Regions from separate parts of the Sus scrofa genome. Here region 2 is linked to region 1. A link is a contact called in public HiChIP or PLAC-seq data. All regions are on one chromosome and are shown on one strand. Each heading gives the region's core, a stretch centred on a gene start, on an enhancer-like site or on the middle of the called end of the contact. The rest is flanking DNA. Distances are from core to core; before and after follow the strand shown.

Region 1 (2,700 bases), core at 108-2,607:
CTGCCCTGGCCTCCGTTTTCCTGGCTGGAATGTGAGCTGTAGGGACTGCCTCTCAGGCCTCCCTCCTCTCCCAGAGCCACCCACCAGCCCCAGGCCCAGGCCAACCCATGACCCGGAATCCTGCCAGGTTCTTGTAGCCAGAAAACTGTGGCGAGGGGGTGGTGATGGGGATGAATGACGCTCCAGGATCATGGAAGGCACACACGAATACACGGAGAGATGTGCAGGCACACACAGAAGCCGGCTGAGCTACTCACACACAAAGACACACACAAAGGCACAGGCAGGCATACAAACTCACCGGCCCACCGAAATGCACATTCAGACACACTTCCAAACACAGCAGAAAAAAGCGGACACATACATATGTAATCACACAGGCATACAGAGATACCAAGACCCTCACACAGGCGACATTTGCACACACAGCAGAGGCACACAGACACTCAGACAACACAGAGGCGGACAGCACGCATGGATCGCCACGGCTACACATCAATGCCCTCACACATGCACAGAGACGCGCGTTCGCGCACCCAGACCCCTGTCGGCAGACCCCGCAGCCTTGGAGCACTTCCTCCTCCTCCTGGGACCAGGAGGAAATGCTGCTCTAGGCCACACTCCAACCCACATGTGGCAGGCTTGCAGGCAGGGCCTGGGAAACTGGCTTCCCACAAGAGGAAATGGTGCCGAAGCCTCCGCCAGGTGCCCGCAGCTGGGCTGCGGGCGGTCCAAGTGCACGGCTAGGAGGATGGTGGATGGGCTGAAGAGACAGCCACATGCCTTGGGTTTTGTCTCCATTAGTCACACACACGTGCGCACACACACACACACACTTTTCAAGAGTACACATAAATGTGCACCAGGCAGAGGCCCTCTCAGAACGTCAGTTTCTTCATCTGTAAAATAGGGTTTCTAATTCTTTCGCCCTTGAGGATTATGGGGATGGCATAAGGTGGCACGGGAAGGGCCAGACCAAATCGCTGCTGCCCTGGGGAGGCTGGGTCTGCAGTCTCCGCAGAATCCGCTAACGTCAGGAGCCCTGTTGGCAGGCGTGGGCTCCACACCTGGCTGCCCCCCATGCAAGGTGGCCGGCCTGGAAGCGCGGGAGCGGAGCCGCGGAGCCCTCTCCGCGGCCCGCACTGGGTGCTGCCCGGGTCAGCCGGCGCCCCGGGCAGCAGGCTCCGGCAGCCAGGAGGTCCGCGTCGGGAGCGCCCCTTCCACGCACTGCGGGCCGGCCGCGCTCAGGTTCTCCCCGCCCGGCGGCAGCCCGCAGGCTCCGCTCGGCGCTCCGTTCGGCGGCTCCCAGGGACTTGGGTCTGGGCGGTGGGCGGGGCGGGCCTGCAGCCCCGCCCCATTCGCGGCCCCTGAAACCCAGCCGCCGACAAGCTTCAGTCCCAGAAGGGAGCTGCTGTCTGAGGAGGAAACTGCATCTTCGCGGGCCAGCTACGAGAGGATCTGGGGTCGCGCTGGGCGCCCGACGGACCCTCCCCAGGGACTCGCCTGCCCCACACCGCCCGGCCTTGCCCGGCGCTCCGCGTCAGGTTCCCCAGCCGCAGCCTTACCTACGGGCTCCAGAATCCTCAGGGCTTCCAGAGGATGCTCAGCCCACCGACGGGGACCTCGGGGCAGCAGTGAGGGGGCACCCAGCCCCCCATTCAGCTCCTGTCCTCTTGGGCCGGGGGCCTCCCCGGGGGGAAGAGCATGGTGGTTTTCCCTTGGAGCCCCCTGGCTTGGTACGTCTGAGCAGATGCCTGCCATGAGGCTCTTCACTTGCTTCCTGCAGCTTCTGGCTGGGCTGGCACTGCCGGCTGTGCCCCCCCAGGTAAGACCCCCATCCCCAGCCTGGCTTCCCTGATCTTCCCACTCCCAGTACTGGGAACAGGGGACTCTGAAATCGCAGACCCTCTCCCGGGAGCGGCACCTCCAGGGATGTCCATACCCTTCCTAGGAGCCAGGCTGGACCGTGTCCCCTGGGAAGAGACCTCAGGCTGCGCTGTCTCAGACTCCAGCTTTGGGGTCTGTCTTGGCGGGGGCAGGGAAGCCACAGGGAAGGGAGGGAGGTTTCCTGTCTGGCCCCTGGAGCCCTGGTGGCTTTGCTAAAAGCATCTCTCCACTAATCCCAGGCGGGTCCCTGGCCTTGTGGTCAGGGTCGAGGCCCCATGACCAGGCAGGCGCCCCCAGGACCTCTGACCTGGCCTGATGGAGAGGAAGCTGACTGAAGAGGCCAGTGGTGGGAAAGCTGGGCCCTGCCCCACCAGGGCTCTGGGTTGAGCCCAGGACTCCTGGGTGGGCTGGGGGCGAGACAAGGGTCCCACTGTGCCCTCTTTCCCGGGTGGGCAGCCGGAGGTCCTGAGTGCAGGGCCTGGGGAAGTGAGCAGGGCCCTTTTCCCAGGAGCTGGGTGAGTCTGGCCATGAGCCAGCTTGGGCAGTGAAATCCTGACAAAGCCAATGAGCTCCCTTCCCACTGTGATGTCCTGCTGCCCTGGGAGTCCCCAGCCCCAGCCCAGAAGTGGGTGGGCCGGGCTGTCCCTCGGGGGCGGAAGAGCCCTACCACCGCCTCCCGCCTGCCTGCTGCAGGGCTGGTCAGAGGTGTAACTTTACCGGCACACTGGCTCATGGCGCCACCGGCTCCAGCGCCTCGGCTCCCACCAGCTGATCACCGCCCCCTGGGCTCTGGCACCCAGCCAAGGCAGGCTG
Region 2 (2,700 bases), core at 47-2,546, 100 kb before region 1:
TGCTTTGGGATACTGGGATTGAGGGCCTGATGAGTAAAACAAACCTTTTCTCGAATCTTGCTGGCTTATTTCAGCACAGTGGGGATAGGAGCAGCTCCAGGCTTTCATGCTGGTGTTCCATTTGGGGTGAGTGTAGAGCTTATCTAGTGTCAGCTCTTTGTTGCTCAAAAGCTCCTGCTGGAAATTATTCCTCAGGTGCCCCATAGAAGACCGCTGGGAAGAGTCACCTTTTTCATAGGGATCTTGCTTAACTGAATGGAGCTCTGGAGCTTCCCTTTTATTATATGGGAACATAATGCCCACAGGCAGAGTCAGTGCCAACTGGAGGCCAGCCATTCAGGGCTTGGACAGAAGCCTAGGGGAGATTTAAACCAGACATATGTGAGGAGTTTGTCTGAGGTTCATCTCAGCTGTGAAAGTAAACTATTTCTACACTTGTCTTACCCACAGTTTCCCTTAGACTTTTTAGGGACAGTGCTGCTAGGTCTAGCATTTGATAAGCGCTTATTATGTCCTATGGGTGCTTATTAGGTCCTAAGGATAGAAAAAGGGAATGTGATACAGGTGTTCCTGCCACCTAGCTTTCCTTTATATATATCATACATAGTGATGCTCCTGCTTACACAGTATACTCCGTAGCAGGCGGAATGAGCTATTGGGCTGAAAGTCAGTTTTCAGTCAGGACAAGCAGCATCCCCTCGCCGGCTCCAGTTTCTTCACCAGTAAACTGAGGGGTTCACTTAAGAGTTAGATGGCTGGAACTTAGGGACCTTAGGACTCCAAGTCCCGCTCCACCATTTTACAGGTAGAAAACTTCAGCCTGTTGGTAAGCAACTGGCACAAACTGCTCTCAGGACTTCCCGCCTGCTGGAACCGTGCTGGACCCCAAAGTGCAGAGAGCCGGCTCAAGGCCTGCAGCAAGTGCCTGGCTGGCAAACCCTCTCGCAAGGTGTCCTCGCAGCGCAGATGGCGGAAGGTCGGTAACCTGAGAGGCGGAGAACACCTGATCTGGCGGGGTTCATATCCGGAACGCATAAGTCCTGTTCTGTCCTGGAGGGTCAGCCGGGTAGCCCCACTGGAAACTCTGCTTTAGGGACAAGTGCTCGCTCTTCAGTCTCTCGGGCCCTTGGGAGGTCGAGGTGCTGACCCCATATCTTCCCGCCCTTCCGCGTACCTGTTCTAGCAGACGGCTCCTGCTCAGGGGAAACCCCAGAATTTAGTTTTCCAGACCACACACCACCCTCCCAACCGCCCGCCGCCGTGCAGGCGCTGTTGGCGGGCCTCTGTTATTCCTGTTGCCTGGAGACCGAAGCGCATGCGCACCCAGTCCCGCCACGCCCCGAATTCCACCGGAGAAGCGTGCGCAGCCGCAGTCCGCACACCCGGGAGTCGCCCGGTCGCGGGCGCGGTCAACACGAGTGTCATTTGACCCGGTGTCCCACCAACTCTGCAGCTCCGTCCAGCCCTGCCCTTAGGGAACGGGAGAAGAGGGTGGGAGAGGCTTTTCTGGGGCTCCATCAAAGGGCTTGTATTTTTTTTTTTTTCTCAGAGCGATGCTTTCAGGTCCTGGGGTGTGTCCTTCTCTGGCAAAAGATGGAGCGCCTTAGATGTGTCCTCAAGACCTGCCGCAGGATTCCGGTGTCCGCCCTCTTAGCCGCCGTGGGCATACTGATAGCTTTTCTTAGCACGCTCGGCTGCTTTGTACGGGCCCCAGGTACGGCTGTATACTGTCCATGGCTTTCCTTGCAAATAGTTTGGAGCTTGCGTCAAATTTTAGCAAATCGGCTAGGTTTTGCTACGCGGTGTCTTTTGCAGTATCTTTCCGGGGACGTTTTCGTAGCCAATCTAATTATTTGGATATAATGTTTTACTCTCACGTGGTAACTCTGATCCTCTCTTCTTGCGGCCAAAGAGTGACTCAACCAAGTGTAATGATAATAAAGTTAACTACCAGATCCAAAATACTCAATATAACCTGGTTTCAACACTAAAGATGCTCTGTAACTTGTTAACATCAGAAGAAGGTTTGTTTGTCTTTATGCTTCAATTCATTTGTGTAAGCTACTTGGAACAAGCAGCTTACTTTTTTCCCTGTAACTGCTTAAAAGATTCATGCCCATGGAGAACAATACGGACAGCAGTGGTCGGTGTTAATACTTTAATATGTCATATTACAGTTTTTACATGTTACGAAGAAATTCCTTGGTGGCACTCCAAGGGCAGTACTTTTATGCCTTGTTTTCTTTTCTAATTGACTCTCCACTGCCTTCTCTATGTATGCATTTCCAGACATTTCCCACTCTTCTCAAGGCCCTAATTATCTCAGCATGGGGCTTGTCTGTCATCAACTCCCTAAGCTCCCCTCCAGTCTGGCAGAATTTCCCAGGGTGCCTCCCTCCATTTTAACTTCTTTCGCTCCTGTTTCTGAGGAAGAAGAATCTTTTGTCTTTCCATGAAGTCTCTCTCTCTCTTTTGTTTTGTTTTGTTTTGTCTTTTTAGGGCTGCATACGCAGCACATGGCTGTTCCCAGGCTAGGGGTCAAGTCAGAGTTGTAGCTGCTGGCCTCCGCAACAGCCACAGCAACGCGGGATCTGATCTGAGCTACGTCTGCGACCTACACCACAGCTCACAGCAACGCCAGATTCTTAACCCACTGAGTGAGGCCAGGGATCGAACCCGCATCCATATGGATACTAGTCG

The links. HiChIP or PLAC-seq counts read pairs in DNA pulled down with a chosen protein or histone mark.
Region 2: a contact with region 1 is called in an H3K27ac HiChIP or PLAC-seq map of skeletal muscle. The contact joins the promoter of ZC2HC1C here to the promoter of PGF in region 1. A contact is called at or near these places in 3 of 5 promoter capture datasets (fetal liver, fetal skeletal muscle and liver), 17 of 47 Hi-C or Micro-C datasets (adipose tissue, embryonic fibroblasts, epiblast stem cells and 9 more) and 2 of 2 datasets of contacts at active chromatin or transcription factors (alveolar macrophages and skeletal muscle).

The regions. Positions count from the first base shown.
Region 1 is chr7:98,161,441-98,164,140 of Sscrofa11.1, reverse strand. PGF (placenta growth factor) reads left to right here and starts at 1,357. Exons shown (of 6, transcript XM_003356751.4): 1 at 1,357-1,825. The coding sequence starts at 1,751.
Region 2 is chr7:98,263,848-98,266,547 of Sscrofa11.1, reverse strand. It overlaps ZC2HC1C (zinc finger C2HC domain-containing protein 1C), which reads right to left and starts at 1,296. Exons shown (of 2, transcript XM_021099532.1): 1 at 1-1,296. The coding sequence starts at 336. ACYP1 (acylphosphatase 1) reads left to right here and starts at 1,395. Exons shown (of 3, transcript NM_001190198.1): 1 at 1,395-1,714. The coding sequence starts at 1,594.